Regions from separate parts of the Mus musculus genome. Here regions 2, 3, 4, 5, 6 and 7 are each linked to region 1. The links are chromatin contacts, called in public Hi-C, HiCAR-type, HiChIP or PLAC-seq and promoter capture Hi-C maps. All regions are on one chromosome and are shown on one strand. The core of a region is the stretch at or near the end of the contact, and the rest is flanking DNA. Distances in the headings are between cores, read along the strand shown.

Region 1 (3,308 bases), core at 472-2,971:
AGCACACCATGTCTAAATGAGCAATTCAGCAACCTTTCGGAACAAGCACAATAAACTGTGTCTCAAAAATAACCCAAAAAACAAAAAACTCTACCTTGCCACAATAGGAAGTTCTGGTCACTAATACTTTTAATTTTTTTTAAAGAATATATGCTCAAGTCCAACACTCACACTAGATGACACACAGACAACCTGAAAACTTTTTTAAAGGGAGTTATCTTTGCAAACAGCACAACTTGGGAAAACAATCCCAAAATACAAAGAACTCCACAAAAGATGGCTTTAGTTTCAAGAACTGTAACTGCTATTATAAACATCTCACCATTTAAAAAATAAAAGGACTAAAAACAAAAAACAAAAGAAACAAAAAAAACCCATAAAACCCTTAGCTGCCTAAGGGAATCTTTCGTTCTGGAATCACAAAAATTAAAAAAGAAGAAGAAAGCAAGCAAACATGAAGCAGAAAGCAAGTAACTTCCAAAATAAAGTTCTATTAAGAAAAAATAAAAGATAATTCCGTCCCTAAGCCTTCCTTCTTTGGTGAGGTCTGTGATTTATATGGCTCTGCTCTGCAGAAAGCTCTTTCTGGACAGCTCAAGGAAGGAGCTGAGGGAGGGAGAGAAAGACACAGGCACAGAAAGGAGAGGAGAGAGAAAAAGAAAATGGCGCAGAGACTAAGTCCCGACCGTCGACAAGGCGACTTTCCCGGGAAGAATCCCGGCGGAGAAAGGCCGCCCGAGACCCAGCGACGGTCGACGCGGGGTCTCCGGTGCCCCCTCTGGAGAAGGCCGTGATCTGGGGGTGCTGAGACCCCGGGAAAGGGGGTCCAGAGGCGGCCCGATGGGAACAATGGGGCCGGTGAGCGAGGAGCCGGGACTTAGTCTCTGGGACGCCATGTCTGTCCTCTGCCCGGCTCCGGCCCGGCGCGGGGGAGGCAGGCAGCGGCGTGTGGGGACACTTGGGGCGGGGCGGGGGGCACACTCACCATTCAATCGGAAATCCGCTTCGATCTGAGGAAAGAAAAGGAGGGAAGATGAAACAACCGGCACATGAAGCCCCGGGGCGGCGGACGAGAGCGCGCGGCCGGGGGCCGGGGCTCGGGCCCACCCGGCGCCCCGGAACCCAGAGGCCCGCGAATGGCCTACCCGGGGCTGCCATCCCCCCACCAAACTCCAACTTGACGGCTCCGCCCGGGACCCGGCCATCCAAGCGACTCCAACCGGCCGCCCCTCATCGCAGACTCGGGCCTGTCAACCCGGCGCGGCCGGCTGGGGCTGGGACCGGGGCCCTGGCCGGGGCCGGAGCCGGCCCGGGCCCGAGCAGCTGGGGACGAGTCGGGGGCCGGCTGGTCGCACCTGGGAATCGTTGTGGAGATGGTCCCCGCTCATGTCGGCCGGCGTGCGAACGCTGCGGGCTCAGAGGCAGCGCGGGGGAAGAGAGGCGGACGGCAGGGACGGCCTGAACGGGCGGACGAAGCTCCTGAGAAGCACGAACAGACGGCGACAGCAGCCACCGGCCCGAGACTCCCGGGACAGTGGAGGAGGCAGCGGCGGTAGCGACGCGACTGACAGACTGCCGGGCGGGCGGACAGCGAGAACAGACCCCAGCAGTTGTGTAACAGCCTAAGTTCGCATTTCCCCTCACTGCGCCTGCGCGGCCGCTTTTAAATGGGACGTCGTCGTCGACGTCAGCGCTCGTGGAAAGAGGCTGAGGGTTGCGGCGGGTCTCTTAGAGGTCCGGGAGACAGAGCCGGTTTTGCCTCGCAAGTTCCGCCCCTTTATTAGCATACGGACTTAACTCCGCCCACTCTCTGCTTTCTGCCTTGCTACGGGACTGGCGTTCTCAGAGGCGGGACACCGGCTCTAGCAGCACGCAGGCGCAGCGTGGACACCGCCTCTGGACCTTGGACACCCGGGCGGCCACGTGGTAGGCCTTTAAAGGCCGCGGCGGGACCCAGCTAAGCTGGCCAGGGACCGTGTCTCCAGCTTCTGCATCTCTAGAGCCAGACAAGTTTGATCCGCACGTACCTTGGCTGCCCCGATCTTAGTTCACCAGCAGCCGTAAGGCATTTAGCTGGAGTCTCCTCACAGCCTTTGTCCAGACTTCTGGAATACTTCACATCCATTTATTTATTATTTATTCTTTTTTTTTGTAGGGGGGGGTGTTCGAGACAGGGTTTCTCTGTGTAGCCCTGACTGTCCTGGAACTCACTCAGTAGACCAGGCTGGCCTCGAACTCAGAAATCCTCCTGCCTCTGCCTCCCACGTGCTGGGATTGAAGGCGTGCGCCACCACCGCCCAGCACTTCACACCCATTTTTAAAAATTATTTTAATTTTTCAGTCAGGTTTAGCTCCAGTTTACAGTCATGTAGCCCTGTGTCACAAGTACCCTACTGCATTTGTTCTTTTTATAAACATTTATTAAGCGCCTACTGTGAGACAGGAATTAGTTTGATGTGAGAGGGCTAATATTCCAAATCAAAGGGAATTGGACCCCCAGGTAAATGGATCCTGGTTCTAACCAGGACTGTACCCTGAGAGAACTTTATTTAGGGAACACCATACTATAAGGTCTGCCCTGACTCCTCACAGTCCTGGGTGTGGACCATCGACCACTATCAAACTGTCTTGAGGGATTAATGACATTAGCAATTGGATTTGCAAGAACATCCCAGGCTGAATTCATCTCCAGTCTGGCTCAATCCCCCATATAAATAAATTCGGAAAATGTTCATAAACATTGAGTGATAAACACTTAGGGTTAATTCTTGTGAATATTTCAAAACTCAAGCCAGCTGGGCAGTGGTGGCATACGCCTTTAATCCCAACAGTTGAGAGGCAGAGGCAGGCGGATTTCTGAGTTCGAGGCCAGCCTGATCTACAGAGTGAGTTCCAGGACAACCAGGGCTACTTAGAGAAACTGTCCCGAAAAACCAAGCTTGAAGTGCTGCACGCCCCTTTCCGCATGCTGTACCCATGTGCCTCTCTCCTTTATAACAGTTATCACAGTTGTTAAGTTACCCATATGGGAGCTAGTGACTTCTTTTCTGTCTCCTTTATATAATTCGAGGTCAGTGAGGGTTAGGACCTCTCCATCTTGTTCAGCACTTAGCCCCCAGGAATCAACAGGTCCTCTGACAGAAGAGTCCAATCAACAAAGGCAAACACAACAATGCAGTGGCTAAGAGTCCACACTTGGAAGTCAACTGGCCTATTTTTCAATTCTGCTTTCCTAAGCAGAATTTTCCTATTCTTCCATGACCTTGAACAAGTTGTTTAACCACTCTGAGTCCCAGTTTCTTCATCTG
Region 2 (3,308 bases), core at 397-2,896, 2.8 Mb before region 1:
CGAGGCATTGAACCCAGGACTTCGTGCACACTAGTCAAGCATCCTACCAACTGAACTACAGTCCCAGCTCCCATGGCACTCCTCACTGTAAATATAACTCGCCGATGCTTACAATGTTATTGATTTTACTGGACATTTGTCTCCACGGTTCACCTGTGATTTCAGTTCAACCACACATTGACAAATGGAGTCACAGCTCAACGAAGACAGGTGATGACAGAACACAGGCCTGATTTGTAGCACTTGCCAATTTCCTTAGTGCAAATACTTCTATTGTGGCTGATTTCAAGCTTCCTGTGTGATATCACAGAAGGGAGAAGAGAGCACAGAGGTGTTCCCGGGAGGCACAATGGATACAGGTAGGCTCAGGCATAGATAAACCAGATGTGATGGGACATGCTTGTAATCCCAGCACCCAAGAGGGAGGCTGAGACAGGAAGACAACACAGGTTCAAAACCAGCCCTCTCTATAAAGTGAGTTCCAGGCCAGCCAGGGTCACGTAAGAGATCCTGTTTCAAAATAGACAAACAAGAACATAAATAATAATAGAACATAGTAAAATAATTAGAAAGTGATGGGTTTGAGTTTTCACCTTGATTTTAAAGTGCTAATCTATAAACTACAGTCACTAAGGAATAACTCATGGTTGGGAAGCCCTGACTTTGACACCTAACATTACGGGCTAGGAGCTTAGCTAAGGGACAAAACTGAGTGACTGAGTCACCAGTACCTCATGTGAGCTCTGCAAACCTTGGGAGCCCAAGATGTTCAGTCAACAACACAGTTGATTCATCCTTTTTTTTTTCAGCTGATTCATTCTTACATTTATTTACTTATCTATTTATCTGTATTTATTTATTTATTTAGTGTGTGTGTGTGTGTGAGAGAGAGAGAAAGAGAGAGAGAGAGAGCAACTTATGGGAGTTGCCTTCCACAATGTGGAGAGAGCAACTTATGGGAGTTGCCTTCCACAATGTGGATCCCAAGGACTGAATCCAGGTTATTTGGTTTGGCAACAAGTGCCCTTACTTGTCTCAAAACCCGAAGTGGCACATGACTTTAATCTCAGTACTCTGGAGGTCAAGTTTAGGGGATCTCTGAGTTCGAGGCCACCCTGGTTATACAGAATGAGTTCCAAGTCAGCCAGGTCTACTTGGAGAAACCCAGTCTGAAAACAAAACAAGTAAATAAGATTTAAATTTATTAATGACTTTGCAAAGAAATTTCATCTGAAAAACCCTATAACTGACCCAATATACGGAACTCCCAAACTAGCTCTTAAGAAAGGTGGGTCTCTTGTTTGTTTTGCAGATAAAGAAAGCGAGAATCCCATCCCACAAACATGAGGGGAGCAGGTTGCCCAGGCAAAGAGCAGCCTGCAGTGATCTCAGCCAGTAGCTTGGGGGCGATGAGTGGAAGCGGCGCAGGTAAATGCAGACCTGCACTCTGCAGAGACCCATCAAGGCCACTAGAGGGAGACACGCCCTCTAGGGGGCGGAGCTTGCAGGAAGCGCGCATGCGCCCAGAGGGGATGTGGTGGTGCCAGCTCGGGCGAAGGGTAAGACGGTGGCCGAGAAGGCTCTGGAAGGCGGACGGTAGCCGAGAAGGACCGGCATGGAGCACCTGGAGCGCTGCGCGTGGTTTCTCCGCGGGACGCTGGTGAGGGCGACGGTGCGGCGCCACCTGCCCTGGGCGCTGGTGGCCGCCATGCTGGCGGGCTCGGTCGTCAAGGAGCTGTCCCCGCTGCCCGAGAGCTACCTCAGCAACAAGCGCAACGTCCTCAACGTGTGAGTGCATCGGGCTCCGGGCCCCCGCGCCCCAAGAAGCCAGTTGGATGCTGGGGCAGGCGAGTCATCGGGAGGGAGCCCTGTCTTGACAGGCGCGTCCGCGCGCGTGTCGCGACACTGGGACCCTGGGAAAGCAAGTGACATTCGCGCCTAGTATGTGAGCATTCCGATAGGAGGATCGAGTCGGTGACGGGTGGGTTATAAGTGACAGTGGGTACATTGGAGCGGCTATTCCCCCGCCCCCAGAGTTAGGCGCTTGCCCCTGTCCTGTTCAGGGAGATGTCACCTTCCTCTTGCCGGCTAGTCAGACACCCCTCTCTTAACCACTGTGGCAAAAATCCCACCGTTGACTTAAAGAACCACCTCTAGACCCACCCACCACCCCAAGAGCTTTTGCCATCCCTGCCCCATGTTAGTAGAAGCAAGCGTGAAACCTTTCACTCTGGTGACCTTTCTCCTGGATCTCCTTGGACTTTCTCAGTACTCTAAAGTGCATGGCAGTCACCCAGGAAAACAACCCCAGCCGATCTCGTTGGGACATCTCTCAAACTCCACTTATTTCTTTCCTAGTCCTTTAGAAACACTTACATCGTAAGTTTATTGCACAACACTCCGTTGGAGCTAGACAGGGAGTTTGGAAGATGAAATTGCTCCATCCATGTGAGCTTAATGCTTCAGACTAGTGAGTGTCTCCAGCTTGTGGACAATCTGCCTCTCTTGTTAATCTACTTCAAACCCGGTTTTCTCTTTTGGGCAACTGAGTCAGGTTTCTGACAGACCTTGGTTTTAACGAGGCTTTCCTTGTCAAGCCTGTGAAGGTTTTAGTAATGGGCCCTTTGGTGGCGTCTGAGAAACTACTGGAACCTAGGGAAGAAGAGCCCTGTCCTTGGCCCACCTTCATCCTTCCCCACTCGTAGTGGCTGGTCTAAGAATAGAGTGTAAGGGTGGTAGTTGTTCCAGATCTCTTTGGTGGGTGTTTTCTGCCCAGATCTCCAGGTCAGCCACCTTTCATGAGCTCAGAGGAGGCAGACATGGCAGATGTTGCTGTATCTGGCCTAATGAACCAGGAGCCCAGCAGCCTGGCACGCCAATTGTTTAGGGGTAGCCATGGATTCTAATGTTTTGTTCCAAGACATGATGCTGATTAATGGGAGGGAACTGGCAGTGACTCACTGGATCTGGAAGAGATTTTAAAAACGGTTTGGTGCCTTTGGCTTTTCTAGCTGAGGGAACTGAGGCCTGAAGATAAATAAGAGTCAGAATCAGGATTCAAACCATGGTCTTGTAGCTTGAACTAAAGCTTGCTCGCTTTCTTTCTTTCTTTTTTTCTTTCTTTCTTCTTTTCTTTCTTTTAAAGATTTATTTAATGTATATGAGTACGTTATAGCTGTCTTCAGACACACCAGAAGAGGGCATCAGATTCCATGACAGATGGTTATGAGCCACCATGTGGTTGTGGGAATTGAACTCAGGACCTCTGGAAGAGCAGTCAGTGCTCTTAACTGCTGAGCTATCTCTCC
Region 3 (3,308 bases), core at 221-2,720, 2.8 Mb before region 1:
AGCCTTTGGAGAGGTAAACCGAGGCATCCAAAGCTTCATAGTGGGCCAGCGAAGAAGATGGTTCTCCCACTGGGCTCTCCCTGGCTAATCTCAGACTCAAGGACTCTAAATTGGGAGACCAAAGAGTGATAGGTAGCCCAACTTTCTCAGTATCACCTAGGTGGGCCTCTAGACTAACAGCCATCTGGGGCAGATTCTGGCAGGCTGTGTCTTAGCCAGGATCATGAAGTGATTTCAAGGCACAGTGGGGTGTGAGTAGAGCCAGCCTGGAGTACTGTTGTGTCACCCCTTAAACAGCCCCTCCAGAAACTCTACTGAGGGGTTCAAGTTCCTGGTGGCTATTATTACCTCTATCACTATCCCATTTTTCAGGTTATAAAACTTAACCTGGACCAAAACACAAATCCAAGTCTTTGTTTTCCCAAGCATTTATCTTCAGCAATACTTGCCGGCCCCCATGTGTAAAATGAAGGCATGGGACAGGGCGGTGGGGAGCTGGGGTAGTCAGGTAACAAACAGCTATGCCTTAGAACGAGTTCTGGGCTCTGGCCATGGTGCTGAACCCACTGGCTACAGACAGGACTGCTACCCAGGCAGGGTGGGAGACTGAGTCCCTTAGAACCACCAGGTATTGGGCGCAGAGCCTAATCTCACTCCTACAAAGCGGAAACCCCGGTGACAGTACTAAGGTGTACTTTCAACTGCCCCTACCCTAGAAAGGAGGGGAGTGTTCTAAGTGGTCTAAGGAGCCAAAGCCGGTCTGTGCCTTTAAGAGCAAAACAAATCTGATGGGCAAGCCAGCTGCTCTGAGGGGATGGGTTAACTCCTTCCTTCTCAGCTCTTGAGAAAGGGTGACGGCGGGAGGAAAGACTTCCTAAGTCCCTGACTGAAGAAGACCCCTGCTAGAACGAGGGCCTCAGAGCTGTGGCCCGAGAGTGTCTGGAACAGTGGATGGGATGAAAGCTGGCCTAAAGTGAGGCTTCCTCTGCTCAGCCCCATCAGGCCGCTTGCCGGCAGGGCAGGTCTGTCCCCGGCCTTTGTCTCTCTGTTCAGGTGTCCCCAGGAGGAAACGAGGCCTAAGGAGATGCTCCTGGCATTGGGGCAGGGCTCTGCGGCCCCTCAGGACAGTTCCCTCCGGGGACCCCCGGTGCTACCTGCCTCTCTCTCCGGTCCCCTCCCAGTCGCCTGTCCGCACCCCGCGCCCGCTCTACCTTCTGCGAGCTGAAGGACTGGGTCCAGTGGTACAGAACCAGGCTCTCCTTGGGCCAATGGGCGGGGCTGGATGCCTCGGGCGCGTCGGGGGTCTCCACCGGCTTGGCTGCATCGCTCTCCAGTGCCGAGATGGGCCACCAGCTGCAGTTGGTGGGGGTCAGGTTGTTGGGGGTCGCCATGACAGCCCGCGATCCGAGGAAGGAGGAAGGAGGCGGCTCGGCAGCGGCTCGCTGGCGCCCAGCATCACATGGCCTCTTCGAGCCTGCCCCTCTTCCTCCTCCCCCTCCCCGCGATGTCATTACTCACTGGGTGCAGGAGGAGGGGCAAGGGGATCCCGGGGCTCTTTCCTCCTCCTCCCAGCTGGAGGTCCTCCCTGAGGGCCCTAGGGAGGGAAGGTTGCAGAAACCCGGGCCAAGCCCCCCAGAGCGCTCACAGTTGGTCAGTCACCTGCCAAAGACTTCACCATAATTACGCATTTGTGCCTCTCAATCTTGCGGAAACACTTCTTAGTTTAGATAAATGGCAGTATAGAGGTCTGTTAACCCTTTTTCACAAGTAGTGTCTGGAGATAGCTTTATTTGAAACTCCATTTTCTGATGTTCCCCTTCCTAAAGGGTTTCCAACAGCAGAAGGGGATGAATTGTAATTTGTTAACCACATCGGCACTTTCTCTCTGCCCAGGCACAGGCACTAAGGGCTTTCCAGCGGTCTACCCCTTTGGCCTGATTTACAGAGGAAGAAAGGGAGGCTCAGAGGAGAAGTGACCTTGCTCAAGGTCATAGAGCTGCTAACTGGTGGAGCTGAGATTCAAACTCAAGGCTGGCTTCATACAGGACGGGACTGGCTCGTGATTCAGCAGTCCTGCAAGCAGCAACTCAAGCTCTTTAAAGGAATCATGTGTCTTAGCTATGTAGACATGACTTTCCCAGGTGAGGAGGGGTACCATTGGTGGGATCCTAGGTGACACCATTACCCTAGGATATGTAGCCAGGTAGGAGTCTGTAGACAGCCCTTGTGCCTCTCCTGTAGGAGATTTTAAATGTTCTTTGGAACTTAGGTAAGGTTACCTAAGCATACCCATGCTTCCCCTGGAAAATATTTTATTAGATATTTATTTATTTGTATGTGTATGGGTGTTTTTGTCTGCATGAATATGTCTGGGTGCCAGATGCATGTCTAGTGCCCTCGGAGGCCAGAAGAGGTGTCAGATCCCCTGGAATTGGAGTTACAGTTGTTAGACACCATGTGGATTTGAACACCAGTCCTCTGGAAGAACAGCCAGTGTTCTTAATAGCTGAGCCACCTCTTCAGTCCCAGAATATGAATGTTATTAATGTCATAATTTACCTTTGAGAAGTGGACCCCGAGATAGTAGTTGAAAAATACAGTTGCTGGCCCCTAAAGAGTGGGAGAAGTTATAAGAAATATATCCTTGGGCAATGTCTGCAAACGTCACAGAATGTACTTATGTAGGCCAATTTTACTAAGAACCCCTGTCTCGTGAGCCCGTTTGTCGAACCCTGCTCTTATGAGTTAGTGTAACTGGGAGAGCAGGCCTCACTGTTTGCTGTTTCGGAGTCCTGGACACTTCACCTCACAGACAGTGTTGAAGACGTGGCTGGTCTTTTTTTTATTTTTATTTTTATTTTTATTTTTATTTTTATTTATTTATTTTTTTCTTCTACTAAAGTAAGCGAACTTCTGTGGAACTTTTTCTTTCCTTTATGCCATGGCTGCCAGGAGCCTGGAGCTGCATTTTTTTCTGAGTCTCATTGTTTAATTGGTCTCCCCAGGTTTTTTATTAGATCGCTTTCCACGAACCAGGCTGAATGGTCCTGTAGCAGCTGTCTGCATGCTGGAGAACCTGGGAGCTCAGAAGCTGCTTAGTCTGTGGGGGTGAAGTTTCAGCACTTCTAACAGGGCTCTGCAGGCCTAGGGAGCTACTAGTCTTTGGATTGGAAGGCCAAAGAAGCTGGGTTCTGTCCCAGTGAAGGATGATGGCGATGGCGGCAGAAGCAGCAGCCAAGTACATGCACTCTCCAGCAGGGCACAAAGGCAGGCAGGCAAAAAGCAGCCCTTCTTTTTCTTTAGATCTT
Region 4 (3,308 bases), core at 259-2,758, 2.4 Mb before region 1:
GGAAAAGTGAGGCCGACAACGATTATGTCACACCAAGCTCCACATTTTTACACCCTAACCTCCCTAGGAACCGTAGCATGAAAAGCAGAGGCCAGTGTGCTGTTTAAAGAAAAGTCACACTTTTGTATATACACATACCCTTTCTCTTGCCCTTGTACGTTCTGGGCTATGCTCCAGGGAAAGGTGAGTCAGAGGCCAAGAGGGAAGTGGGCCACTGGGGTACAGGGAGTCACACCATGTGGCAGAGAAAGGCTCGTGAGGATGCAGGGGCACAGAGTCCACACTTCACAAAAGAGACCCTCAGATAAGCCCGGGGCTCTGGGATTAGTACTTCCAGATGCCCTTCCTGGGCACTGAACTGTCCTAGACACCGGGGCATGGGAAGCCACCCTGATCAGCACCCACAGACCAAACCAATACCCAACCCAGCCACGAAGAACTCTGCAAGTAAGCAAGCAGGCATCTCTGTGCCTTATCTTCATCCTAGGCCAGGTTCGGCCATCTGAAGACGGTGGAAAGGCGTTCTGAATTGGAAAGACCCAGAAGGAACACAGCAGAACCCAATTATCCCACGCCTTAGAAAGGCTGGAAAGCCCCGCGATTAGGCCCCAGATACACAGGTGTCCCAAAAGTCCAGACTTGACCCAGCCACCTAACCTCTAGGGAACTAAGAGGGAAACCCAGTTCCTGCCTTTGGCTCAGAGGCTGCTAGCAGAGCAGTCTCGTTGCACACCAATAGTCTTTACTCATCCCCAACTGCCCAAAACTAGCGTGGGACAGGAAGAAGGCTTCTGAAACCAAACCGAACCGGCCGCCGAAACCCCATGAGACAACGAATTCCCCGTCTCGCATCCCGCGGAGGGCCCAGGGGCTTTGTGCTTCCCGGAATGCTAACAAGAAAGGAACGCCAGCAAATTCGAGCCACTCTTGATCGACAAGTGTCTCCCAGGCTTCTGCCTTCCACTCGCTGCGACAAGGGGAGACATTCTCCCTACCCAGTAATGGGCCTCCAGCTGACACCGCGAGCGACAGCCTTCCTTCCCCACCCTGCAATTAGGCGGGAGATGATGGACCTCACCCAGGGCTGGGACCCGGTCTAGAGGGGGAACCCGCGCTTTCAGACTCCCGGGCCCAGGAGGCCCAGGAACCGAGCGAGGGGGTCCCGATAGCCTCTTAACGTGGCGCGCGCCCCTGCATCGGGCGGCGCAGGGTGCATTTCTCCCGGGGATCCCCATCTCACGCTTGCCGACCCAAGGAGAAGGGAGAGGACCCCAGCGCGCCCGCAGCCTCTCACCAGCGCGTCCGCCGAGACATCCCCCCGGCCCGGACCCCGCCGCACCCTTACGCCCGCCGGCCGAGCCCGGAGCGGGAGCCGGGCCGGGGTCAGGACTCAGGCTGCTCGAGCCGCTCCGGGCCCCAGGCGGTGCTCTCAGGCGTCAGCGTGTCTGCAGGTCTGGTCGCACGTTCCCAGGAACTGCAGCTGCCTAGGGAGCGCACAGAACCACTTTCCTATCTCCCGCCAAGTGCGTCGGCGCCGCCCGGCCCTGGCGCGCGAGCGCAGGGGCGGAGCATACGGAAGGGGCGAAGCGTACAAGACACGAGGGGCGGAGCCCGCGCGCCAGAACCCTAGGAGGGGCCTACTGTAGGGGCGGAGCCCAAGCATGGGGAAGAGGGGAGTGGTTTACCGGAGGGCAGAAACCGAATGTGCAAGCGGGCAGATGCTCTGTTAGTTGGCAATCTACTGTGTCCAGATACACCTACCTTAGGGATTCAATGAGGCGCGAGGCCTGGCTCTGTGTGAATCTTAGATAGACCCCGAGCCACACACATAGCAAAGACTGGAAGAACTGAATAGGAGAAACTTCCCGCCCAAATTGTCACTGCTTGGGACGGTCCAAGCCACTATCCCTAGAGCCCCCATGCTCCCTTTGACTGGGTTTGTATCTTTTCCTTTGCAAGCCTCTTGCTTCTTCAGCTGCCTCAGAGAGACCCAGCTCAAAATCCCAACATTTCTCTCACCAAACTTAAACCTCTCTTCTGTCCGGGTTAAATCTTTGTAACTCCATTTAGTAACGGCCTTCCAGATCACCACGCCAAGACACAGAGAGGCGAAATTAAGTCTTGCAGCTTTTGCTTGGGCCGTATTTGGACCAGGAACTCCCCACATCTTCCCCGACTGGGGTCTCCTGCCCATCTGCTTGCATTTGTGCGCATTTCCTCTGCTGAACTGTGAGCATTCTGGGATCCCAGCAGCCTTTCCTAGGAAATGTATTAAGCCCAGGGGGAAGGCTTGTTGGCTTACGTTCAATTTCTGATGGCAAGGGTTGTCTCTTTCAGGTTGTCATTTACTACCTAAAAACTGAGTGTCATCTTACTGGGACTCCCTGAAAGGATAGGAGCCTGGAAGAACCCCAGCCAAATGCCCTTTAGGCTCAGGCCTCAGATCTCTTTCCAAAAACTGCTGGCCCCTTTTAGACAGTACAACTCCGAAAACTTCATTTACTACAGAAGGATGAAGACTTGAAAGCTACAAGTTTTCACCTGGCTTAATTCAAGGCTTCCCCCCACCCCTCTCCCTTCAAAGGAGTTCATGTGGATCGCTGCTCTTCACGGCTAGTGTGCTTTACAGTGAGATCTCCTCGGGGGTGATTCCCAGCCTACCTTTCCCTAGTTCCATTATCTCAAATTATCAAACTTCTCCATGCCTGCTTCCTCACCTACAAAAACAGTTCATAGAAACCTTTGATCTTCATAACAACCCAATGAGTTATATGCTTGTATTACCCGATAGCAGATGGAGAAACTGAGGCACTGACTTCCCCAAACTGTAGTTCTAGAGTTTATAGTAAGGAAAGGGGTAAGGAAAGGGCAAATGGCTTTCCTCCTAGCATCTTTGGCTTGTTTGCAAATTAAATGGATAGGAAATAGATTAACGGGAGGAAACTCAGGTTTAATTACTTGCATATCCATTGGAGTCCTGTAAAATAATGACATCATACAAAGGCTCAGACGTTTGAAGCTTCCTGGGGTACAAAAAGGAATGAGGTCCAAGGACTTCTGTAGGAATGGTGGTGACACAAGCTAACTAGGGATAAGGAAAGGAATTATGTGGCAAACAGGTGGTCTTGTCATGCAGATAAAAGTCTCCCAGTTAAAAGAAAGATATAGGCATCAGCCGGTTCCTAGTACAGAATGCAGGCTAACGCAGATTTCCTTTACAAATGTAAATTTCTTTTACAAAAGGACTGCCTTGCAAAGTTATTTCCTTGTCTATAGTCCCTGCAGAATAACCAGGTCAAAGCATGTTG
Region 5 (3,308 bases), core at 380-2,879, 2.3 Mb after region 1:
TTTACAAACAAGCCCAGCAGCTAACTTAATCTTGGTGTCCCTAACAGATGTGCCTAGCCTATTGTCTTCTAGGTGATTCTGAATCCTGTCAAGTTGGCAATATTAACCATGACAATGCTGACACAATATCTTGTTACAGTATTAAATTCATAAAAATACATCTACCTTTTGCCTTAATTTCTTAAAAAAAGATTTATTTATTTAATGGATAGGAGTACACTGTAGTTGTCTTCAGACACACCAGAAGAGGGCATCAGATCTCACTGTAGAAGGTTGTAAGCCACCATGTGGTTGCTGGGAATTGAACTCAAGACCTCTGGATGAGTGGTCAGTGCTCTTAACCGCTGAGCCATCTCACCAGCCCTAAAAAATATATATATATATATTTAATATATATTTAATATATATTTATATATATATTTAATATATATTATATATATATATATTAAATATACTTATTTAATATATTTAATATATAATACATATTTAATATATAATATATATTTAATATATATTTTAATAATATATATATATATTTTTTAATGGTTTTTTGAGACAGGGTTTCTCTGTATAGCTCTGGCTGTCCTGAAACTCACTTTGTAGACCAGGCTGGCCTCAAACTCAGAAATCTGCCTTCCTCTGCCTTCTAAGTGCTGGGATTAAAGGTGTGCGCCACCACGCCTGGCTTCCTTCCTTCCTTCCTTCCTTCCTTCCTTCCTTCCTTCCTTCCTTCCTTCCTTTCTTTCTTTCTTTCTTTCTTTCTTTCTTTCTTTCTTTCTTTTAATGCTATGCCTGCGAGTGTTTTGCCTGAAATACTATGTGTACCACTTTTACAGGCAGTGTTTACAATGTACAGAAGAGGGCGTCATATCCCCTAGAACTGGAGTTACAGACAAACATTAGGCTCTCTGTATGAGTACTGGGAATTGAACTCAGGTCCTCTGCAATTGCTTTAAGTCACTGAGCCATCTCTCCAGCCCAGACTATCTTTTGTCTTTAAGTCACCCTTAGAGGCGGAAGAGATGGCTGGCTCAGAGGTCATTTGGACTCTTTCAGTGGAGTTCCTTCTTCAGCCCCAAGGGCAGAGCTGCTGTACATAGGGCCAAGAGCCACATTTGGCCTAGGATCCAAGCAGAGTTTGGGAGTATGAAGACTTGGAAACACGTGAGCTCCTTCTCAAACATCTGTCTCTCATCTGTTACTTGGATCAGGACTTTTCTGGTTAAGGGAATCGTCCCATCGGCCTTATGATTTTTAGGTAGACTTTTAGCAAAGCATTCATTCTTTGCTCTCATCCCTTCCACATGCCAGTCTCAAGCCACTACTGACCTCGTGTGGTGGTGTTTAAAGTCATCATTTGTTCCTTTGTGACACCACTGAGCCATGTGCTGTGGAATCAGTAGTTTGTAAGAGAGGTCTGCTTCAGAACAAACAGAAAAAATACGGCAAACGAGAGACAGTTTCCTCCTAAAACGTATCATTGTTTAAAAAAAAAAAAAAATTAACTTAATATGTTCAAACAGTTGTTAGTCTCCTCTCCTCGTGGGGGCGCTGGAGGGCCCGCCGCTCGGAGATGCTGCTCTAGGCTGCAGCGTGCTTTGTCATTTGTTCTTCCGCCAGCGCCCATCGTGAAGACCACAGTTTCCTGTCGCGTGGATGTGTTTCCTCTCTGGCCATTGCCATCCGCCCAAATCTACAGACATCCCGCATGTTCCCGGGCTCGTCTCCCCAATACAGGGCACCAAGGTGAGTGCAAGGTGCATGGGCAGCGCCGTTTCCTCCATCAAGGAAACCGGGCTGCGGGCCGTCGGTGGGCGGCTGGTCTGCTGGGTCTAGAGGAGGGAGGGCCTCAAGCCGCGTGCTTTTCACCGTCTGAGTATCTGAAGCCTCAAAGCCATGTCTGTCGCCTACAAAAAGTGGGTCGGTGTTTACGACCTGTGTCCCATGTTTTTAGCATCCTACCAAGGCGAATCCATTGACCAGGATTTAAGTTGAGACTCCCCCAGGACCCCGGGTGCAGCATCTGGGTCCCCCTGCCCCGCCCTGCCTTGCGCCGCAGCCGCTTCCGTTGTCCTGCCAGGCTGTAGACTGCGCAGCCCTCCTGGAGACAGATGGAAGCTCCTTGGGTCGACAGATTACAGCTTCTGGAACCCCCTACTCCCTTCAACTCCGAGATGGACACCCACTGTCCAGGGAGAGGATGCCTGGGTAAGTGCTCTGCTATTCGGGAGCAACTTGAAGCCCGGGTGCCTGTAATTGGCCTTCCCATGGGTACCAGCAGAGGGGTGGTGTGGAGTTCTGATTACTACTTTTGAGGAGGTCGACAAAGCCACTGTGCAGAGAGAAGCTCGGTGAGGGCTCGAAATAACCAAGGGCAAGATTCTGGGGACAGTTCTGTTCCATGTTGCATAGTGGGGATTACAGAGGAAAGGGGGGGGTGTCTATGCTCCGTGGTTTGCTACCTGGCAGCTTTTGTGTTTGGGATTCTGGGTGCTTTCCCAGGTAACTGGGTGCTGTTCATGTGGCTCACCTGGGCTTATTGTATTTGCAGAAATAACAGCTGGGATCTACAGTGGCCAAAGAGTTGTCTCCGTCTTGCTACATCGACAAACTGGTGCTCCTGAGTGAGGATTGTGCCCTGGGATGGGGGATTCAGTTTCTTCATTTATAGTTGGAAGTGGGTGAAGGTGAGGTGAGGCTGGGTTCTTTGAGGTGTGCCTGCTTGTTGCTGTACCCACTTGGGATCTGTGTCTTGTGTGTCCTGTGTTCCCACTGTCGCTTCTGTACCCTTCTGCTTTACTCTGGTGGGTGGAGAGCAGAATGGAAAGGAGCCAGAAGATTTTGGGGGTCATATGCACCATCCAGATTTCAGCCACTGCTCTCTGCTGGCTTCCGGGCCTTGTCTGGTTCTTGATTTCCTCATCTGAAAAATGGGACTACCTCTGTGACATAAGAGTCCTGTCACCTCAGTTCTGCCAGCTGGGCAGGTTGCATTGATCTAAGACAGCAAGTGCTGAGCCTACTGCAGGTCTCGTGGCCAGTGCTTATTAGAACTGTCACCTCCTCCCGGCCAGTCTTCCGAGCTCTCCTTAAGGAACAGCTGTTGCTCAGTTAGGAGCAGCCTCTTTCCTTTGTTGGCTGTCTGGCTGTTGCCTATCTGTCCATCTCTTTCCAGTTTAACCATTACCCAGCTCTTGGCCATAGTCTTCCTTGCCCTCTGCCCCTGTATTCGAAAGTGATTGTGGGCTGCCTGTGCCCTGGTCATTGATACTGCAGGGAGAGGATTTGGAAAGCCTTTCCCCGTGTTT
Region 6 (3,308 bases), core at 362-2,861, 2.2 Mb after region 1:
TACTCTACAATAATGCCAAGATGGGCAGGGCTCAGGGGAGGCAGAGGATCTTGAAGGGACTGTTGAGAGCTGGGCAATAGACAGAATTGATGCATATGAGAAGGTGTATGTGTTCGGGTAGGGTGCTGAGAAAACACGGAGGCCTGTCTTGTAGAAAGAACAGTGTATGCAAAAGTCCAGAGGCTAGAGAAACCATAACCATGAGTGCCGTATATTATGGGAAATTGTAAACCAACAGTTTTTGCAAGGAATGTATACATTTTTTTTAAAAGCTCTGCTAAGAATCCATAATTGGGTCTCACCCTCAAGGAGGCCTACCTACCAAAGGGGTGGTAGTCTGTGGATCTAAGGAAAAGTTCTCTCTTAGTGAACAGCTACCATCCTAGCACTCAGGAGGCTGAGGCAGAGAAATGGAGAGTTCCAGCAATAGAACAAGGGCGCGCTGGGGGGAAGGGAGTGACAATATGAATTTCTGCCAGTGGAATCCACGATCTTAACAAGCATCCTCCTGCACACATAAACTGGAGAGGCACTGTCAGACCTCTGAGATTACATGCTTTCACACTTGTCAAACCTCACTATAGCCCAGAACCACTAGGGGATCTCCGGAAAGACAAATACTAGAAAGATACTAGTATTTGTCTCCCCCTACCCTCTAGACATGGTGGTTTAATTAGTTTGAGGTGCTATGGCACCAGGAATCTTTTCAAAACTCCCCAAGTGATTTTTACCGTGCATCAAAGTTGGACATCCAATGACCTAATTGGTTAAGAACCTGGATCGGACTGTCAAGGCTGCTTGAGTTCAAATTACCCAGCTCTATGACCTTGGGCACCAAAGGCGCCCGATCGCTCTGGGCCTCGGTTGCCTGGTCCGTAGAATGGGGTAACAGTCCTGCCGTGCAGGGTGCTCAAATTCCCTATCTGGCCTGGGCCTGGCGGAAAGCAAGCATTTGCGGAGGGTGGCTGTTTACTCTCCTCGCAAGCGTCACCGTGCCCTGGGCAGTAGCATCCTCACCGGACGGCAGCAACTCCACCTGCCCCTCGGTGGACCGCATCCTCCCCGGAGTTGCCGCTGCCACTCCAGACCCGCCCCTGTCCCCAGGCTGCCAGGGGGGCGCTCCGCCAGTCCGACCCTCCCGGGTTCGCTCACACCCGGCAGAATCCGCGGGCCAGGACTGTGCTCCCGCGCCCGGTGCGGCCACTTCAGAACCCAGGAATGCGCCCGCCGACGCTCGGCCCCGGGAGCAGCGGAGGTTCAAAGAGCCCCTGCCTCAGTAGCTGCTGAGGAGAGGGAAAAAAAAAAAAAAAAGCACGGCGAGAGGGGAGGGTCCGGCCGCACCGCGCCGGCCGCCGCGTACCTGAGGCGACGGGCGGGGCCCGCATCGCTGGGCGGGCGCACCGCGGGCCGCACTCGGCCTGCCGCCTCACGCGACCCGCGCCATCCGGCCCGCGCTGCCACTGCCCCGGCCGGCCCTCCACCGGCAGTCAGTCCGTCCACCCGTCAGTGACTCTCCCAGGGCGCCCAGGGGACGACGAACACCGGTCGCTTGGCCGGCCGGCTGGGCTCCGTTCAAGCAACTTCCGACTGCCAGGGGCGGTGGCGTCAAATAATTCCCCAGCCGAAGGGACTACTGCGCCTGCGCGGCGCTGCTGACCCGCGACTTCTGAAGGGACCGAGTGGGCAGCGTCAAATAAGTCTCCGAGCCTGGAGCCGGAAGCTGCGCGTGCGCAGCCGTCCCAGAGGGCCGCGCGAAGCGCGATTGCCCACACCGCCCCCTTTCGGGCTTCGGTGGAGTGGGAGGAGTAAAGTGACGGACACTTACGTCATCGCGGTGCCAGCTCCAGAAGCAATCTGGCTTCTACATGTTCTTAGTGCAGAAGAGTAAGGGGCTTCTCTATGAAAAGTTGGCTACCATTCAGGCTAAAGGAATGTCTCACATCTCAGCATTGTAGCTCTTCCTTTGCCCAGCCCCTTATTACATGGGCGCAGCATTATTATGGGCAATGTCCTCGCCAGGCCTGACGTGCTTTAAAAGGATGATTCAGAACCTGTCACCAACGAGTTGTATCTGATCGGGGAGATAAGCTATTACTAACAAGAGATACAAGTTCGAGCACCTGCCATGCACCGGACGTTTTGCAAACAGTACCACTGTCAAGAATTTCGTTTCAACTTCCACGAGGAAAGTAACAACATTTTAGACGTACTCCCCACGTGTCAGGCTGAGAGGAAAGAGGGATGGAGACAGCTTCATAGAGAGCCTGGCCTTGTGACTGACCTTGGAACTCAGAGGTGGAGGGATCAGGGTGTTAGGCTGTGCAAAAAACACATTTGTATGGAAAGCAGAGAAAACGGTGACTGTCATCCTCAGAAGAGACCATGAACCAAGTAGGAGTGAAGAAGAAACTAGTGCCCTCGTAGAAGAGATAAAACAAGGATTCTTTAAGACCACAACCTCACCTACAGGAAGAGGGGAAGGGGTGGGTAACAATGTGCCAGGACAGTGTGTGGATGAAGCAGTAAAGTTCAATTAGACAGTTTTTGATAAGTGCTTTATCACATGGTCACTATTCCAAGCCCCTCTCTCCTTCCCACTTCTACACTACAGAGGCCAAAAAGCAAAGCCCCCTCCCCTGCTTGACAGCATACCAGTGAAACAAAGTTCTAGTCCATAAAGCATAAACCAAAGTTCCAAGGGAGACTTAGGATATAAAGGAAGTCCTGAGAAATTTTGTGTCCTTCAACTTTCCCCAACTTCATGATTGGAACCATGGTATAATACAATGCCAGGAGATGTGGCAGTCATTCTGAGATCTTGCAGAAGACTCTACTATAAATGTAAAACAAGGCAAAGAAACCTGCCTCTTTAGGACACACCAAGGAAACTGCATGGACTCTGTACTCCTTTCCTGCTTTAAAGAGGGTGGTGGGCCTTATTTATACCACAATCCATTGAGTTTTCTGTTACTTGCGACCACATTCCTAACACCGAATATTGAACATCTATGGAAGATCAGACTGATAGGGTTGAAGAGGAGTGGGTGATGGGAATTGGAAAAGTGACAGACACGGAGGACTGGGAATCTTTTTAAAGCACATGGAACTGCAGACATAGCTTAGTTGGTGGAGTATTTGCCTGGTGTGTTTGAGGTCCTGGGTTTGATTCCCAGTACTACACAAACCATATGTAGTAGCATATTCATCCTTGAACTTGTTACACAGAGTGCTTTGGGCCAGCTTGGGCTACATAAGGCCATGTCTCAAAATAAAAAAAAAAAAAAAGGACTTGGAAAAATGAAAATACC
Region 7 (3,308 bases), core at 368-2,867, 2.0 Mb after region 1:
GTGCACTGGTAGCCGGATGAAATGATGAGGCCGCTGGAAAGGGCATTCTTGGGCACGTTGTGGTAGAAGCTGAAGAGGCTGTCTATCCCATAGGCAACCTTCGGGATCCTGTAGCATTCGAAAAGGAGCTCCGACATCATTTGACGGGAGTAGAGGGGGTTACACACAGCCTCTGTCAGAACTATGGGATGATCAACGCAGCCCTACTTTGAAAGACAAGCACAAAGAGACAAACGGAAGCATGCATGAAATGCAAAAATAACCCCAAATCCTTACGCAGGACAGAATTTACTTTTGAACTCTAATTTAAAACACGAGGTCGTGGAGGGAGACACTCAAGGCCAGACACGAGGACTAGAGAGAACACATTAGAACCCAACTCTGTTTCCCAGCACCTAATCTCTGACTCCAGTCACAGAAGATCACCTGCCTAAGGCACCTACACTCTTGTACACATTCTCACACATATAACTTTGAAATAATACATCTTTTAAAAGGTGCTCACGGGCCATTTTAAAGAATACATTTCATCTCTATTGGAGATTATTTTGGGAAGCCAAAATAACATGATCAATTTAAGCTTTTCGTAGGTCTGTCTGTCTGTTGGTTTTTTGTTTTTTTAAGATAAGGTTTCTCTGTGTAGCCCTGGCTGGCCTTGAACTCACAAACATCTGCCTGCTTCTGCCTACCGAGTGCCCGGATTAAAGGGCCGTGAACCCATGCCCGGTTCATTTTAAGTTTATTAAGTCAAGCTTTGGCTAAACTGTTAACTGATAAACCCCGTTGGTTTTATCTTCAAAATACTTCCAGGATCGGACTGGTGCTGGTAAAACTCATCTCACTTGGACTATTGCAAACTGGACCCTTGTGCCTGAGACAGCCCATCCTCTGGAAGATAAAGACTTCGTGGTGTACCCTTAGCTCCTAGCACAAGGCTGACGAACTTGTGTTCAATACCCTACTGCCTGGCATGACGGCTGAAGCCGAGCGCGCCCTGCCCGGCAGGCCCTCACCTGCGAGGAGACGCCGAGGTGCTGGAAGCTGTAGTCCAGCAGCAGTTCCTGCAGTTCCAGGTTGACCGGGACGTTGCGATCGAAGGGCGAGCGCAGCATCCAGCGCAGAGGCTCCAGGCTTCCCAGCGCGTTGCCCACCTGCGGCCCCGGCCCGCCGCGCGCCCCGCCGCGGCCGCGCGCACACACGGCGCGGAACTGCAGGCGAGGCTCGGGACCGGGGTCCGGCCCGGGGCACGCCCACCCGGCCCGAGCCTGGAACGACCCGTTGTCCAGCACCAGAGGCACCGGCTGCGACCCGAAGGCCACCGGCCCGGCTTCGAGCACGGGATCCGGAGCAGAGCGGGCATCTCGGAAGCGGAACACGTTGGCCTCCATCTTGGCCAGCGCCGGTCCCGCCCCGAAGCCGAGTGCGTCACGAAACCCCGGGCCGCGTCTGAGTCTCTGGGCCCCGAAGCGTCCGGAAGCCTCCTCCTTACGGGAGGACTCGCTGGTTTCAGCACCTGATTCCCGCCTGGCGCTCCAGAACTTTCTGTGGGTTTCTATTCCCCGCTGATCCAGGCCTCAAGTCCAACCGTAGCTCCAGCTTGTCCGCAACAGCCTCCTTGTGGCCACGCCTCTTCGCGCTAACTGGCTGTCCACGAGCCCCGCCCCCAGCTCCGAACATGGAGGCGTAGCCACGCCCCTTGCTCTAACTAAGGGACCAAAGGCTCCACCCACACTGGGCTGGACTCCGCCCCTCCCTGTCCCCTTACTCTCCCTTGGTCTCTGTCTGCATAGCCTTGCAGATCTAGCCCTTAGTTTTGTGACCGTGTTAAGCTAATCTCCTTCCCCTTTGACTTCTTTTTCTGTTCATTTGTTTATTTATTGCGTGATGGGTGTGGGAGCGTGCCAAGATGCCTGTTCTCTTCACCCAATAGGTTCCAGGGATGGAACTCAGGGCCCTCAAGGGCCCAGTCAAACTCCAAACTCTGAGGTACTACTAACTTCAGTTTCTGGGAGTGGCAGCTAAAATGAATATTTAGTGAGTTTGTAAAAATTCATCAAGCTGTCTACTTAAGATTGAATATTTCACTTTTTGTTTTGTTTTGTTTGGTTTGCTTTTTTGAGACAGGGTTTCTCTGTGTAGTTCTGGTTATCTTGAACTTACTCTGTAGACCAGGCTGGCCTCGAACTCAGAAATCCGCCTGCCTCTGCCTCCCAAGTGCTGGGATTAAAGGCGTGTGCCACCACTGCCCTGCTTTGTTTTTGGTTTTGTCTTTGTTTTTGTTTTTAATCATGTCGTTGTATCTCATGCTGGCCTTCAACTCTCAGCCATCCTCCTGTTCCAGCCTTTTATGTATTAGGGTTATTGACATCTCACACACACACACACACACACACACACACACACACACACAGATACACACACAGACACACCAGTTTACCCCTTGTTTTGGAGTGCATTCTATAAAAGCTTCTGGAATACAGAAGAGGATATGGGAGATAATTTTTTTGAGACTGGATCAAGTGGGAGATAATTTTTTTGAGACTGGATTAAGTGTCTTCATTTTATCCATTGCCTGATTGAACATTTGACTGAATTCCTACCAGGACGGCTCCACCCGATAAGATTGCCCTGAAAGCCTGCTGACCATCCTCCCCTCTCCCACCCACCACCCAGCTTGCAGCTGTTGTTTGGGGCTTAGACACCCTGATCACCACTCCAGCATTGTTTTTTTTTTCTCTTTCCTCTTTCCCCAAGCACGCCACGACAACTCAAGTTTTCTGTTTTCTTGATTGCTGTATTTTCTTTCTTCTTTTAAGCTTTAGCCCTGCACTTTGAAGGCTGGTTTATTTACATGACGTTTTAAGAAAAGTGGCAAAAAAAAAAAAAAAAAAGCCGGCCTTGGTGGCGCACGCCTTTAATCCCAGCCCTCAGGAGGCAGAGGCAGGCAGATTTCTGAGTTCGAGGCCAGCCTGGTCTACAAAGTGAGTTCAGGACAGCCAGGGTTATACAGAGAAACCCTGTCTCGAAAAACAAAAAAACAAAGAAAGAAAGAAAGAAGGAAGGAAGGAAGGAAGGAAGGAAGGAAGGAAGGAAGGAAGGAAGGAAGGAAGGAAGGAAGGAAAGAAAGGAAGAAAGGAAGAAAGAAAGGAAGGAAGGAAGAAAAAAAAGTGGCAGCCCACTACGGTGGCACGGGCCTGCCATCCCAGCACCTGGAATGCGGGAACAAAAAGATCTAGACTCTAGATCTTACAGTTCATGGCCAGCCTGGGCTACACAGTGAGATGGAGGCCAGCCAGGGGATCTGAGAT

The links. Promoter capture Hi-C pulls out the DNA fragments that hold promoters and counts their contacts. Hi-C and Micro-C count contacts between places; a contact is called where the count stands out from the background. HiCAR-type assays count read pairs that join an accessible place to other places. HiChIP or PLAC-seq counts read pairs in DNA pulled down with a chosen protein or histone mark.
Region 2: a Hi-C map of CD4 T cells shows a contact between it and region 1, with 17 times the contacts expected there. The contact joins the promoter of 2310001K24Rik here to the promoter of Top1 in region 1. A contact is called at or near these places in 1 of 39 promoter capture datasets (cranial neural crest) and 1 of 484 Hi-C or Micro-C datasets (CD4 T cells).
Region 3: a HiCAR-type map of astrocytes shows a contact between it and region 1, with 6 times the contacts expected there. The contact joins the promoter of Gdap1l1 here to the promoter of Top1 in region 1.
Region 4: an H3K4me3 HiChIP or PLAC-seq map of pro-B cells shows a contact between it and region 1, with 9 times the contacts expected there. The contact joins the promoter of Mybl2 here to the promoter of Top1 in region 1. A contact is called at or near these places in 1 of 39 promoter capture datasets (pre-B cells), 1 of 484 Hi-C or Micro-C datasets (B cells) and 7 of 115 datasets of contacts at active chromatin or transcription factors (embryonic stem cells, extraembryonic endoderm stem cells and pro-B cells).
Region 5: an H3K4me3 HiChIP or PLAC-seq map of embryonic forebrain shows a contact between it and region 1, with 6 times the contacts expected there. The contact joins the promoter of Snhg17 here to the promoter of Top1 in region 1. A contact is called at or near these places in 1 of 39 promoter capture datasets (cranial neural crest) and 2 of 115 datasets of contacts at active chromatin or transcription factors (embryonic forebrain and embryonic stem cells).
Region 6: a contact with region 1 is called in a promoter capture Hi-C map of liver, with 3 times the contacts expected there. The contact joins the promoter of Ralgapb here to the promoter of Top1 in region 1. A contact is called at or near these places in 7 of 39 promoter capture datasets (cranial neural crest, frontonasal cranial neural crest, hippocampal neurons and 3 more) and 1 of 115 datasets of contacts at active chromatin or transcription factors (extraembryonic endoderm stem cells).
Region 7: a promoter capture Hi-C map of pre-B cells shows a contact between it and region 1, with 8 times the contacts expected there. The contact joins the promoter of Actr5 here to the promoter of Top1 in region 1. A contact is called at or near these places in 11 of 39 promoter capture datasets (the 3T3-L1 cell line, 3T3-L1-derived adipocytes, the C10 cell line and 7 more), 9 of 115 datasets of contacts at active chromatin or transcription factors (SST interneurons, VIP interneurons, astrocytes and 5 more) and 1 of 9 other capture datasets (liver).

What each region holds. Positions count from the first base shown.
Region 1 is chr2:160,644,310-160,647,617 of GRCm38.p6, reverse strand. It overlaps Top1 (topoisomerase (DNA) I), which reads right to left and starts at 1,721. Exons shown (of 21, transcript NM_009408.2): 1 at 1,356-1,721; 2 at 986-1,010. The coding sequence starts at 1,388.
Region 2 is chr2:163,470,883-163,474,190 of GRCm38.p6, reverse strand. It overlaps 2310001K24Rik (RIKEN cDNA 2310001K24 gene), which reads right to left and starts at 1,646. Exons shown (of 1, transcript NR_028122.1): 1 at 1,188-1,646. It overlaps Fitm2 (fat storage-inducing transmembrane protein 2), which reads left to right and starts at 1,562. Exons shown (of 2, transcript NM_173397.4): 1 at 1,562-1,788. The coding sequence starts at 1,616.
Region 3 is chr2:163,436,629-163,439,936 of GRCm38.p6, reverse strand. Gdap1l1 (ganglioside-induced differentiation-associated protein 1-like 1) reads right to left here and starts at 1,470. Exons shown (of 6, transcript NM_144891.2): 1 at 1,212-1,470. The coding sequence starts at 1,391.
Region 4 is chr2:163,052,835-163,056,142 of GRCm38.p6, reverse strand. It overlaps Mybl2 (myeloblastosis oncogene-like 2), which reads right to left and starts at 1,508. Exons shown (of 14, transcript NM_008652.2): 1 at 1,295-1,508. The coding sequence starts at 1,314.
Region 5 is chr2:158,359,843-158,363,150 of GRCm38.p6, reverse strand. It overlaps Snhg17 (small nucleolar RNA host gene 17), which reads left to right and starts at 1,629. Exons shown (of 6, transcript NR_027887.1): 1 at 1,629-1,746; 2 at 2,081-2,208; 3 at 2,552-2,687. It overlaps LOC115489589 (a small nucleolar RNA gene), which reads left to right and starts at 3,222; the gene lies at 3,222-3,308. RefSeq lists a cis regulatory region at 1,421-1,697.
Region 6 is chr2:158,408,156-158,411,463 of GRCm38.p6, reverse strand. Ralgapb (Ral GTPase activating protein, beta subunit (non-catalytic)) reads right to left here and starts at 1,611. Exons shown (of 30, transcript NM_001291138.1): 1 at 1,361-1,611.
Region 7 is chr2:158,623,222-158,626,529 of GRCm38.p6, reverse strand. Actr5 (ARP5 actin-related protein 5) reads right to left here and starts at 1,617. Exons shown (of 9, transcript NM_175419.4): 1 at 1,014-1,617; 2 at 1-203. The coding sequence starts at 1,388.